Linked DNA regions of Hordeum vulgare: region 1 is linked to region 2. The links are chromatin contacts, called in public Hi-C maps. All regions are on one chromosome and are shown on one strand. Each heading gives the region's core, a stretch centred on a gene start, on an enhancer-like site or on the middle of the called end of the contact. The rest is flanking DNA. Distances are from core to core; before and after follow the strand shown.

Region 1 (7,185 bases), core at 1,429-3,928, 590 kb after region 2:
ATAAATTTTCCGGTTGTCCTCTCGTTTGTTGTTTTAAATTGTATGTGTTTTTGATTGTTTGTGCGTCCAATTGTAGTCTTGATGATGAAGCTTTCATGCACGCAACAAATGTGGCAAATGATGATTACATGTATGCGTCACAAGAATATGAAACCCAATATGATGATGACAATCCTGATGTGGACGATGAGGGCTTTGTTGTCAAGGGAAGAAGTGGAAATTATACCACCGCGGAGGATGTGTTGATATGCACCGCTTGGAAGAAAATCTCTCAAGATGCAAGCGTTGGAAGCGACCAAACGGTGAACACTTATTGGCAACGCATCAAGGAGTACTTCGATGAGCGCAACACAAGTGGTCACTTCCGTCCGAGCGACTCTCTACGCCAACGTTGGTCCACCATCAACGCTGAACGCCAAAAAGTGGTTCGGTTGCTTGTCAAACGTCGCTCGCATGAACCCAAGTGGTTGCGGTGAAAGTGACTTGGTAAATATTCCCTCTTCGTGCGTGCTTTGTCAAATATTTCCTCTTTGTTCCACATGTTGATGATGATGTGTTGCTTGTTTTATTGTAGAATATGATTGCACAAGGATTGTTTCGAGAGAGGAACATGAAAGGCCAGAAGAAGAAAAGGAAAGGAAAAGCTTTCACTAGAGAGACTTTTGAATCGTCGAAGAAGAGTGTGGTGCTTGAGGATGAAGAAGATGTCATTGAGGAGACGAGCCCCACTCCTCACTCCGCGACAAAATCTTATAGGCCCGATGGAAACAAGAAAGTGAAGGGAACCAAGGCCGGAGACAATGATCTCAAGGAAGGATTTGATGCCATTGTCATGGCGAGGAAAGAGTATGCCGAAGAGAAAAGAATCTTGAAGCTCAAGGAAATAGAGGAGAGGAGTGAGGCCGAGCGGCGAAGGGCAGCGGCCGAGGAGAAGAGGGCGGCGGCCGAGGAGAGGTTGGCCGCGGCCGAGGAGAGGAAGGTGGAACTAGAGGAGAAGAAGGCGGCAACATGAGTGGCGTTGGAGTTGGCTTCGTCGGCAACATGACCGGTATGGGACGCAATGAAGATGCTTCCGGTGGTGCTCACGGCAACGAGAGTTCACCGCTTGTTGAGAACGTCGACAAAGAAGGTGGTGAAGATGATGATCGTACCACGGTTCACAAGGCCGGTGGTGTTGATGACCCGCATGAGTAATATTCATGTGCATTTCAATTTCTAGGGCGAAAAACTTTGATTGAGACGATGCTCTTTTGGTAGAGGGATTTGATACTATGATGGTGATGCACTTTTGATTGAAACTATGATGATGATGCACTTCATTTTCAAATTTTTGATGCTATTTCAATGCAAAACCGCGGCTGAACAGTGGCTGGCAGCAGCCGCGCGGCCGTTTTCAGATTTTTACATCTTTGGTTTGGACCATCTATTGGAGTTGCTATTTTGGACCATCAATTTGGACCATCTGTTGGAGTTGAGCGTTTTTCGGAGCTCCAAAATGCACTTTTTGGCGGTCCAAATTTTACATCTCCGGTTTTGGACCGTCAAAATTTGGACCATCTATTGGAGATGCTCTTATCCTGCCCATCTAATTTCTAATGTGAGCATAATTCCAGGCATGTAACAGGAAGCAATACTTGTGGGAGTTAAATTAGGCAAAATGACATCAACTTGAGTAAATTACCACCCTCCTTCCTGCAGGGACTGGAATGGTGCTCCATCTTATCGTGAACAGACGCCACAAGAGCCTCAATCTCTTCCTTGGCCCGTTCAAACAGATTGGGCCCCCTGACCTTCTCCACAGACGTGTCCTCGCTTATGTCGTCGCTTGTCCCGTGCGTCTCCTTTTTGTGGATGCTGCCTTTGTTCATTATACGCACCACCACTCTGTTGAAAAACGCAGCAGCTTTCATCATCGGTAGCATACAAGAAGTGAAAATGGAACTAGAGTTTTGCACTGGACTAAAAATGCCTTTGCACGATGAATTGGCAGCAACAAGTGGCGACACGCTTGTCTTGAGGCAAGCATAAAGTTTATATAACTATAATAAGCACCAAGTACCCCAAAATCAAGATGGTAAGCATCTAAAGTGAGAAACAGGAAATTTCTAACTAACTGGTAGCCTACAAGTTCAGAAAACCTGCACAAATCAACGCGGTTAGCTTACTGCGGTCCCAGCTAGGCGCGACGAACTATCATTTTGGAAACGTCTCCACTAGAGACCGCAAGAAATTTTAATCATCCTTCCGTTGATCCCAGATACGGGCGATCTAGCCTATCCCGGGATCGGGCAAACGCCAACACCACGTGAAGTACGAGGATGCGAAGCAAACAGAGCGGGAGAGCGAGAGGGAGAGAGATAGATATTCGTGCCTGTGGGTGGATGTCGTCGCCGGCGAGCCGGCGCGGCGAAGTCGATCTCCTTGCGTGCTCCGGGAGGGGGGGGGGGGGGGAGGAGATGCGGACGGACAGGAGGAAGGGAGGAAGTGGGGGAGAAGAAAGAGACGGAATTATTCCTCGGCCCAGGCCGAAAGTCCATGTAAAGCCCACTTACGGCCTGTTGACTCACATGTCAATGCTCACTGCACACTGCACAGGGCTCTCTGGACTATTGACCCAGATGTCAGTGAACAAGCAGTCAGAAGAGCCGCGCGGCTTTCTTGACCGTCGGGGCAGGGAAACGCCGGGCCCACTTGCCAGCGTCGCTCCCTCCCGCCCGGCGGACAGAGAGGGCGACAGGTGGCCAGCGTCCACGGAGACCCCGTCGTTACCGACTCGCCGGCCGCCGCCGCAAGGCAGACAGACGCATCCGCGCTCTCCCGATGTCTGGGGCGACCGCAGCTCTCCTGCGCGCCCACCGCGTGCCCATGCTGCATTCGCCCTTCGCGTGCTCGCTCGCCGCCGCGCGCTCCCTGGGCGCGCATCTCCCTCTCCGCGCCCCGGCGCCCGCCGCGCCGCTCTCCTCCCGCCTCCCCCTCGCGCGCCTCCGCTCCGGCGCTTCGCGTACGTAAAATCGTAATTGCATCATGTACTGGTTGCGCCTCAGCTGTTCGACGTAATGCCTATACCCCCCTGGTGTGAACCCTCCAGCGCGCTTCTTCTCCTCCTCCTGCGGCGCCCCTGGCAGCGCTGTCTCTTCCTCGGCGGCGGAGCACGAGGAGCCGCGCAAGTCGGAGCTCATCTTCCTCGGCACGGGCACCAGCGAGGGCGTCCCGCGCGTCAGCTGCCTCACCCACCCCTCCAAGACCTGCCCCGTATGGCCCTCCACCTCCATCCCGTTATCAACCACCGGTGGACTCACTTTGTTCTGCTTTTCTCACAGTGCTCGGCTAGCTAGGTGCTCGGTGTGATGTTGGCTGTTTGTTTGTTATTATGGCCTGTTCGCAGGTTTGCACCAAGGCAGCAGAGCCGGGGAACCGGAACCGAAGGCGCAACACCTCCATTCTCCTGCGCCATGTCACGCCGTCTCGCACTTCTAACATCCTCATCGATGCTGGCAAGTATGCGCTATTTCTTGCACTGCCAGTTGCTTCTTCTCTCTCCCGCAACAAGCAACGGATTATTATCATACCCGAAGCTAGAGCTATGGGCAGGGATAGTAGAAAACACCCAGAGTGTATCACTGTTTTGAAGCAGAGTAACCTGAAATTGCTTACATTCATAGTAGCTGATATACAAGCTGTTTTAGTAAATAATGTGCATGTAGAAAGTAAATGTTTACTAGTAACGAGCTATCACACCCTGATGCTTTGTTTCTTCTGTCAGGTTTTTCTACCATTCCGCGCTCCAGTGGTTCCCTGCTTTTGGGTACTGAACTGTTCACATGCACTGTTATTTATTTTCAAGAAACGTAAGTGTTGTTAACGTTTGCTGCTGATCTTCAGGTTGAGGGAGATTGATGCTGTCATTATTACTCATTCTCATGCTGATGCAATTGGAGGTCTGAGTGGTTCCAACCTTCTCAATTCCTATGCACCTTATAATTGAATGCTTGTACCATGTGCCAGAACCATGAGTTGGTCGCGAGATCTGATGGGTTTCACCTCTAGCCTACCCCAACTTGTTTGGGACTAAAGGCTTTGTTGTTGTTGTACCATTTTTAATTGTCCCGTCTAGCGTCTGTCCTTTCCAAACACTTCCCGCAACACAATTTTGTTTCTATTAGTTGAAACAAAAAAACCATCATCCTTGTGGCCTTTTCCTTTCCAAAAAGATAACAGTGTGAATGGTGCAGGCCTTGATTGTCTTCGTGATTGGACGAACAATGTCCAGCCCTCCATCCCAATTTATGTGGCACCGCGTGATTATGAGGTTCGAAAATCTTGTACTTAGTTATGTTGTATATTAATTTTTTTCTAGTATTACAGCCTCAGAAATTTTATGGAATACATGAAAATCCATTATGCCATTTTATTAAAAAATTACGCCTTTCCATTTTTAGTTTATATCTTTACAGCTGGCTCAGTTTTCTTTCCTTTCCCCCATTTGCTCGTTTGTATCAGGTGATGAAGATGACACACCACTATTTGGTCGACACAAGTACGGTTATACCTGGAGCTGCAGTTTCAACATTACAGTTCAACATTATAAACGAGGAACCATTTACCGTTCAGGATCTTGAGGTTTGTAATCTGAAACAACAACTTCAAAGCAAGAAGTGGACTTATACTTATAAGCTGTTCGCTTACAAATTACAAATGGTATTCTCCCTTTAGACTCAGTGAGATGTAGCAAGAAAATAGTACATGTAGCCAGGTAGACAAATGTACGTTTAACTCTTTTATTTTGGTCAGTTATAACTTATAATGGGATGGGATCACTTAATTGATTGATAGTGCTGTTAGTAGCAGCTAATAGGGCAGTTTACCAGCGTAATTCAGACAAGATGCCTTCCAGTAAGTTCGAGTACATTTGTTTTCATTGATGGCTCGATGTAATATGGGGAACTTTTGGATAGAAACATTATATGGAGAACCTACCAACCTGTGGTTGTGGAGCTAAGTAAACGTGTCATGATCTCAGTTTTTATGTATCCCGCTCAAATGCAAAATTACTTATTCATTAGGTCAGTATGTGTTGAATATACTTTGGATTCATAACAGAGTCTCATGTTCAATTTATTTTGCTAAAGATATAATGTCTACATTTCAGGTAATTCCTTTGCCTGTATGGCATGGTCAGGGTTACCGTTCCCTTGGTTTCCGTTTTGGTGACATATGCTACATAAGGTAGACTGAGTTCACTGCAAGGCCTGTTTATTGTAACGACTTGTGTGTTGGTAGGCATCTTATCTGAATTGCTCTGATGTTTGCAGTGATGTCAGTGATATACCTGACGAAACCTACAAACTTCTGGAAGACTGTCAACTTCTTATATTGGTATTCCTTCTCTTTTTCTTGTTTTGCGTATCTCTCTGATTGTTAAATCATGAAATTATTTCATTGGACTGTTGTATGCTGCTAACTTTGTTTTCTTGCGTTTCTCTGATTGTTGAATCATGAAATAGTTAGATTCATCTGAAAGATGCACATTTCTTATCCTGCTAACTTTTGTATTGACCTACCTGTGCATCTCTCTTGAGTAATCACTGTTGACTATAAATTGGATTGATCTTGGTTTTATGTAACTTACTACAGGATGCTCTTAGACCTGATCGTTCTTCTTCAACACACTTTGGATTACCTAGGGTAAGTTCTAACACATTAGTTCTTCCTTCTTATATTTCACAGTATTCAGTTGTGATATATTCTTCAACTATACAGGCCCTCGAGGAAGTCAGGAAAATCAAACCAAAGAGAACACTGTTTACCGGTATGGCCTGAGTAACCAATCATGTTGTTGCTTTTATAATTATAGTGAACTTTTTTTTTCCTTACAAAATAGCTCAGGAGTTGTATTGAGATTAGGGCATGGGATCTGTCGTTCTATTCCAACTCCTTTGTTTGGTATCTAATGGGAATTTGGCAGAGAAGTTTATTCCGTTATTTGTTTAGTGGGAATTGGTGCTAGATTAGCCAAGAGATGATGACATAAGTTATGATGAAGGGGTTAAGATGTAATCACTAAAATGATTCCCTCCCCCTCCCCTGTTAATAAAATGGTGGGAGTTGGACTCTCAACTGCTATGCCTAGTCCCTCATCAATTCCCATGCCCCCTAACCATATGATGGATTTGAAGTCTCATACCCCTTCAATCCTCACCCCCTAGCTCTAATTGCACCCGACCAAACATGCTGTCAGTGTCAGCTCTTAAGTGCATTTTGGATTTTCTCTATGGTTCTACAAAACATAACACACCCTTAAACAGACTGCACAGTTTGCAGCAGAAAAGTGTAACATGATTTTAGTTTACAGTTGAGAGATGTTACCTATCTGTTGTTTACTGGACATGATTTCATCTAGAAAAGTAACAAGAAAGGCATCCAATCCAACTATTTGATCTTCTTAGGGAACTGTTCAATAATTGAAGGACTTCGTTTTTGCAAGACCAAGCAAAACTCCTAATACATGTTGACAATGTTATTTCTTATGACTCTTGTTCTTGATGTTAGATATTACTCCCTCCGTTCCTAGATATAGGGTGTATAGTTTTTTGCTCGAATATCATAACAAATCCCAGTATTTGTCCTCAAAGGCAATATATCCTGTATTCCAGTTTTTTTTTCTCAAAAAACTATACACCCTATATCTAGGAACTAAGGGAGTGGTATATCACCTCTCGAGTAAAAAACTATACACCCTATATCTAGGAACTAAGGGAGTGGTATATCACCTCTCGAGTAAAAAACTATACACCCTATATCTAGGAACTAAGGGAGTGGTATATCACCTCTCGAGTAAAAAACTATACACCCTATATCTAGGAACTAAGGGAGTGGTATATCACCTCTCGAGTACTTGTCCAAGAAAGTAACAAATTACGCCTGAACACGTGAACGCATCAAATCTCAATATTTATATCGAACACAGTTCATAATTATTGGTTCCAGGAATGGAGTCTTGGAAACTCGATCACAATCTTTTCTTCTTGACATGGAACTATGGGAAGCTTACAGTCTTACTTGATCAAATTGCATGTGCCTCATCTTCCATTATTTCGATTATATTGCTATTGTTAAACTGGACTGAATGGTATCTTCAGGGATGATGCATTTAATGGACCATGAGAAAGTGAACGATGATCTTGC
Region 2 (7,003 bases), core at 2,685-5,184:
CCTCTTTTCAATACAAAGAAACGCATATCTCTGCGTTTTCTCGAAAAAAGAAAAAACAACCGAAGTTCCGAAAGTCATAACTTAGAAATGAATACTTAAAGAGTCCCTGCAGTGGTGCACTAGTTATTTCAAAGTAGAATGCTCATTCTGAGGTAACTATTTTTTCGCAAGGTGCCTGTTTGATCCTTGTGGTATATGAGTATACGACTAACTTGGATGGCTTGCACAACTACTCCAATCATGTACCATCCGTTCCTAAATATAAGTCTTTTTAGAGGTTTCACTAGAGGACTACATAGGGATGTATATAAACATACTTTAGAGTGTAGATTCACTCATTTTGCTCCGTATGTAGTCCCCTAGTGAAATCTCTACAAAGACTTATATTTAGGGACTACATACGGATGTATATAGACATACTTTAGAGTGTAGATTCACTCATTTTGCTCCGTATGTAGTCCCCAGTATATTCATGTGTTTTTATATTAATAACAATAACACCATTTTGATCTATAGCATCCCAAATACTATCTATCATGAAGCCCCCAGCTGGATTGTCTCACTTTGCTACCCAGCTCCGTACATCTGTGCAATCTTGCTTGAAGTTGGATACTGCACATGCAAAGAACTCGGTAATCGCTCATAATAGGAATGGATTACCAGGGAATGCTCCAACTTACAATCATCAGGCCATCATGTAAGATGTTAATACTTTGTTCCATGTTTAAATCCTAGAATATTGTCTTATAGTGAAGCTCCAACATGACAAACAGAATAACAAGTGAATGCTGACACTAATGATGCCTCTGTAGGAAACCACCAGCCTTTGATGCTTCGGACTTGGAATTGATAGATCTCCCAGAATCTGAGATGTGCAATGCAAACGAGCAGAAACTAGAATCATCAGGCAATCATAACACTGGAAACTGTAATCGTACAGGTGAGTTACCTCAGTGGATTTATTTGCACTGAGACCAGCTTATACATTTTACAAAGCATGTGTGCCACTCGAAATTAAACGACAAGCGCTGCCATACTGGTCTGTTCTTGACAGCTTCTGCGCCAATTTTGAATGTTACTAGCATCCCAGACTTGCGAGAAGACAAAAGTGGAACTGCAGATCAGGTTTGCACCCTATGCTGTGGAAATTTTCCCTGAGGAGGAAAGTTTTAACACTGAATTTCAGAAAAGTTACTGCTTCAGCTTACTGGCTAAATATTGTGTGCCAGCAGCTGCAGTTTCATTCTCATCAGATCAGGCTATGGAAGTTCTAGTTTCTAGTGTTACATAAAAAATAATCTTGCGGATACTATGTTAGTCATTTGACGTGTGCCATTGTATGTCTGCAGCTCGGTGGGAATAACACAGCAGAGGACCCCAAATATGACAGTGGTGCATGTAGAGATTCCACGATCCAGGATTTGATAGATGACTGCCCTTCCTTTGATCTTGGCTTCTGATGGAAGTGGAAGGTACAGCTCTATTTTATACGTACTCCATGATCTTTACTCCTACAAAGAAGCTCTATTTTATACTCCCTCCGTCCCAAAATAAGTGTCTTAACCTTAGTACAACTTTGTACTAGAGCTAGTACAAAGTTAAGACAGTTATTTTGGGTCGGGGGGAGTACTCCATAATCTTCACTCCTACAAAGATGTCCACTGGTAACAGTAGCCCTTTCACCTTTTGACAGTGTGAAGTATTACCTCCGTCCATAATTACTTGTCTTAGATTTATCTAGATACGGAGTATGAACCATCAGACCTGGATCAAACTTCCCTCAAAAAGACAAAAAAAAAGCTGGATCGAACGGGTCCACCTCTCTCTCTCTCTCTTTCTCATCTTCGTCAGCAATTATATGCTGCCCCTGACCCTGCTCCTCCTTATTGGCACATCCTTTCCGCAGGATGTGCAAAATAATATATTACCTCCGTCACAAATTAGTTGTATCTAACACTAAACCGTGTCTAGATACATCCGTATCTGGACAAATCTGAGACAACTAATTCGGGGCATAGGGAGTATGATGTTAGTTTGCAGCAACTCAGGGATAATATCCTAGTACCTGGTACCATTAGATAAGTTTGTCTGGGCTATTTGCTTCGCATCTCGCACATAGACATAGTGAAGCATGCCTGAAGTTGACCCAGTTTGTCTCCGCTTTGATCGGTAAAACTTTGAGTTCTGACGAGGCATATGGAGCCATATGGACACATGGCCAAGGAGGCGCAGCTTCTCCGAAGACATGAACCGGTCACCATCCACCACTCGGTAGAATCATACTGACCTACGTAACAAAAAACCATGCTTTCACAGCAGCACTGTAGAAACTTCTGCCGCCCCTTTCGTCTCGCCGGCAGCTGGTCACTGCAGCACGTGGTGGTGAATTGGATTCACGCGCGCCCGTCCCGGTCGTGGACCAACAGCTGCTGGATCTATCCATGTACTGCTGTTAGGTAAAACCACTGGCCGCTGCACGCTCAATAGAGCATGCGGGCTGCAGCTCACAGCCCAACACATGCGAGGCAAGTTCCAGGCCTAACCCGTGTTCACTTCTCTGCTGCCAGATGGGAAGATGTGCGAAGCTTTTGCACGTTCTCTAAAGGGTAAGACCTGCACATGAAAGGAAGGCTCACAGCCTGTGGCGAGCCAAAGATTGCTCTGTATGTACAGCCCATTCGAGATTTACGTGTAGACGTTTTCAGAAACGAAAATATCTGTGCAGGAAGTGTTGACTCCTGTATGTGGTTTCCTTTGCTTGCTTGCTGAGCTTTGCTTTGCATTGTACGCAGGGTGCCGTGCATGGCTTGGGCGGACTGTGTCACGAAACAATCAAATCTCTTGTTTGTTGGCGAGAGATCGGGCAAAAGCGGCAGTTCTCTCAAGAAATTAAGCGCGTTGAGCGGGGAGAAGAATGACCTTACGTGTGGGTGTGGGTTGTCATGATTGTACACTGTCAGTTTTACTCTCGTCTTGCGTCCTTCTTTATATTAGCGAGTGATTGCTTTACCTTTTGTTTTATACTGTAGTATATAGCATGGCGTGATATGTTTTGTTTTTCTATAGCAGCTTACCACATATAACATGGCCTTTTGTTTATGATAAAATCGTAGAGACTAGAACATGTTTTCTCCAGTGAAAATCCATGGATGTTGTTTATAGAATGGAAATCTCGTGGAGACTTTGCCTAGTTCTTTTACACTGTCGGTGATTTTGTGGAAATCAACGCACTCGTTTGAACAACAGAAAAATCCACACGGGCCTGTTTGATTCGCAAGGTATCAAAGACATAATAAAAAAAGAATAAACAAAATCAAAATGTCACACACTATTAAATTCTACTCCCTCTGTCATACATCTAAATGTGTCATAGTTATTGTACATCTAAGAAATTAAGTAAACATAAAAAAAATCATACGAATCTTCGCGTAAGATCAGTGATATAGGACTTAGATATGCAACACTTATGACATATCTAGATGTGTTTTAGCAAAACTGATAAACTAATATAATGATCTAAAACGGCATACATTAGTTTAGAGATAGTAGTATATGATTAGAAAACTACTACACGATTAGCATGAAATAGTGTTTGACGCACCACAGTGAAAATAAAGTGAACAGACGACCTGCATAGACAAAACTCAGGATAAAAATTATTTATGTGAAATTCATTTGAACCAAAGGACCTAAACTCTAGGATGCATTAGAGGTTTGGTTACGGCAGACTGGTAAAGAGGTCTACTTTTACGGATGGAATACATACATACATACACACATTTATTTAGTGTATTGTTTTGGATGGCGGAGTGAGTCACACACCTAGCTCGAGTGGAAGGTGATGTGGCGACATCAGCGGGGCACACACGTCCCCACACACACCGCCCCCTGCCCACCCTTGACACCACTCCACTCCAAGCAGAAAACAGCAGCAAATTGATTGATAAATAAAAAAAAAGTAGACGAGGAGAGAGAAACCTATGGATAGGATTCCACAGATTCCCATCGAGATCGAGATCGAGGCGGCCGCGAGACGGCAGGGATCCTGCCCGTCCCATTCCCCCCCTCTCTCCCCTCGCCCCCAGAAACGGAAAACCAGCCCAGCGGCAGCGTGCCAGGGGAATAAAATCCTAGTCAAATACTGACGGGGAGGACGAACATCACAGCAGCAGAAATCCGGCCTTGTGAAGCACGGCGCCGTCCAGCCAGCCAAGGTAAGAAGAAGAGGATGACGAGAAATTTCCTTTCCGATTTCATTTTACCAGCAATATTAATAATACTAATAACCAAGTAACTAAAATATCTATCTTTGCGTTTGATTGTTGCCCTTGCTTTGCTTTCACGTCATTCTCCGGAGGGAGGGAGTAGGCAGACAAGCAACGCAACGCAAGAGCGCTCCGCTCCGATCCGATCCCCTGTCCGCCCGCCCGCCCGCCCGCCCGCCCGCAGTCTCCGCTCTTCTCCCCCTTCTCCATTTATTAGGGGCAGGGCAGGTTCACTTCTTGATCCGCTCGCCTCATCTTGCTATCTGTGGAAGATCGACGTCTTCCTCTTCCGCCGCTCAAGCTTGCGAGCACGTGGCCTGGATCTTCATCCCGTGGGTGGGGCTCACTCGTCCCGGCCGGCACCACTTCTTGCAGATCCAGGTGAAGCACCCTCGCCTGATAAGATTTTCTTGGGATGTCGTCCATGTCATGCGATTATTTCATGGAGCCGAGTTTTTGTTTTGGAGTTAAAAAGAGAGGAGTCCGGGCTCTTCCCCGGGCCAGATCCAGCCGCCATGACCCGTCTGCTCCCTTTGGTAGGGGTCCGGGGGTGTCGGCCTTCTTCTGCGCCATGGCCGATGGGTGGACCGTGGACATTTCTGTGCTTCAACGTTGCTTGCTTGCTTTGGGGAAGCAACCGACATGGATAGCGCTATCATGTACTGCACCGCCACATTGGCAGTGCCACTGTCCTATATCTGGCATCTGAATTAGTCTTTCTGACACCAAGCACTTCATCATGGACGTTTTGTGGATGGTTTATCCGATAGTTTTGGGAATGTTTGCGAGTTATGCGTGTTACGCTGCTGCTCTCAACTGTTATTTAGAGAGAGCGTTTTGCTGATGCTGTTTTCACTTCGAAACAAGTACTATATGAGCTAATGCTGACGGTCAACTTGCTGATGTGCAGGCGGATTCTTGACATGCGAGACTGATGACGGCGGCGGAAGCGAGAGCTGCTTGGCAACGGGCCGCCAACCGCTGCTTGTTTCAGGAGGATGCAAAGAGGGCTCCCAAACTGGCCTGCTGTCCACCGTCGATGCAGCAGCAGCATGAAGCAAACAGCGGGAACCCCACCAGTCCGCGAGACTGCCACATCCCAAACTTCATGCATTTGAACTGGAACCCGATGAACTCCAGTCAGCCGATAGACGCCTGGTTTCTTCAGCTGCAGCCCAATTTCGGGTCCCACAAGGTGCTTTCTGGCGACCGTCTGAATTACATGGGCGGAGAGGCCAGCGCCAAGAAAGTGGACAGTTTCTCGCCCGTCTCTACGCTTGACGACATCAACACCAAGAAGAGCGAGTGCCCTTCTGAGCCGCCGTGGATGGTTTCGACGGCTTTTATGAAGCAAACATCTGAAGCACCTTGCGAAGGGTGCCCTCAAGCGAGTCTCAAGTGCAGAGGAAATCCGAATAGCTTGCTTCGTGAGGACAAAGAGTTTATGGAGTTCAAAACCTTCGATCCTTTGTTTCCCAAGAAACCACAGAAGGCGTGCTATGAGATGGATCCACCTTGGGAACAAGACAGGAAGTCTCAGCCCTGGTGGCAAGTAGCTGATGAGGAAGGATTGGCTTCGCTTGTCGCGGAAAGGGCAATGCAGCACATTGAGAACAACGATCTGCCAAAGCCCACTCAGGTAGTGCGTATTCATGGGCCAAAACTGAACGGCCATGAAAACAAGGATGGCTGTGGGAATTCATCTTCTTCTTCGCAACCTCAACTACATGACACCATGATGTGCAGCTATAGCCTCTCGAGCACCAATGAGACGAATTCATCTGACGGTGGAGGCTGGCAACAGTCTCACAAAAATGATGCGCATGGGTATGTGTTTCCATTTGTCTTGTTTCATGACCATCAAAAGTTTAAAACTATAACTAGGTGCCCTCCTTTGTAGATTTTTACGCCATACGTATTTTCTTTTCTTTTATGTATTTTTTCACTACAAGGAGTCTCCATTATCTACATATTACACCCAACCCTACTTAGGCTGAAATTAAAGGAACAAGCTGTTAATTAAGTTCCGGTCTGTATATATGTAGTAAATCAATGTCAGTTCTTTGTGTGTTGTCATAATCAAAATTGCAGGCCAGTTAAACTTGTTTTCGGTAATTTTGCAACACCCAAAAAACCTTATTTTCGATAAAAGGTAAATGCACCCCGGTAAAAGTTGACTCATTATTCTACTTCAATTTAATTTTGATGTAATATGGCAGAGGACCACTGATGTCCATTTTATGCCCCTTTTTGTATATTATTATTATGTAATCCCTGGAAATACCTCAGGCGCCTTTTTCTTCATCCAAGCTTTCTTCCTGATTTCTGTGCATTTATATCTTTATTATTATTTGAAATGCAGGGGCACACAGGATTCATATAGTAGTGGTGATCATACACCAGGGAGCAAGCAAACATATCAGAATCAGAAAGATGCCGAGAGGGCCCAGCTACTGGATGCTCTTCGCCATTCGCAGACACGGGCTAGGGAAGCTGAGGTGGCTGCCAAGAATGCTCACGATGAGAAAGACCACGTCGTCAAGCTATTGTTTCGTCAGGCCTCACACCTCTTTGCGTGTAAGCAGTGGCTGAAAATGCTGCAGCTGGAGAACATATGCCTCCAGCTCAGGCTGAAAGAGCATCAGATAGCAGCCATGTTCCCGGAGCTTCCCTGGACGGTGATGAAGGAGGAGAAGGCGGAGCCAGAAGAGGAGCGAAAAGGCAGGGCAAAGAAGAAA

The links. A called contact is a pair of places that touch in the nucleus more often than the background predicts.
Region 1: a Hi-C map of seedling shows a contact between it and region 2, with 5 times the contacts expected there. The contact joins the promoter of LOC123395084 here to the promoter of LOC123395024 in region 2. A contact is called at or near these places in 4 of 6 Hi-C or Micro-C datasets (leaf and seedling) and 1 of 1 datasets of contacts at active chromatin or transcription factors (embryo).

Annotation. Positions count from the first base shown.
Region 1 is chr5H:404,393,289-404,400,473 of MorexV3_pseudomolecules_assembly, forward strand. LOC123395084 (putative hydrolase C777.06c) reads left to right here and starts at 2,679. Exons shown (of 12, transcript XM_045090015.1): 1 at 2,679-3,001; 2 at 3,089-3,252; 3 at 3,386-3,498; 4 at 3,764-3,805; 5 at 3,883-3,938; 6 at 4,233-4,309; 7 at 4,501-4,620; 8 at 5,150-5,226; 9 at 5,313-5,376; 10 at 5,635-5,685; 11 at 5,761-5,809; 12 at 7,140-7,185. The coding sequence starts at 2,821. LOC123395086 reads right to left here and starts at 2,469. Exons shown (of 3, transcript XM_045090016.1): 1 at 2,372-2,469; 2 at 1,682-1,884. The coding sequence starts at 1,868.
Region 2 is chr5H:403,800,320-403,807,322 of MorexV3_pseudomolecules_assembly, forward strand. LOC123395024 reads left to right here and starts at 3,935. Exons shown (of 4, transcript XM_045089935.1): 1 at 3,935-4,214; 2 at 4,358-4,646; 3 at 5,176-6,092; 4 at 6,628-7,003. The coding sequence starts at 5,200. It overlaps LOC123395023, which reads left to right. Exons shown (of 19, transcript XR_006609645.1): 14 at 517-697; 15 at 813-940; 16 at 1,055-1,125; 17 at 1,350-1,472; 18 at 2,568-2,663; 19 at 2,793-3,170.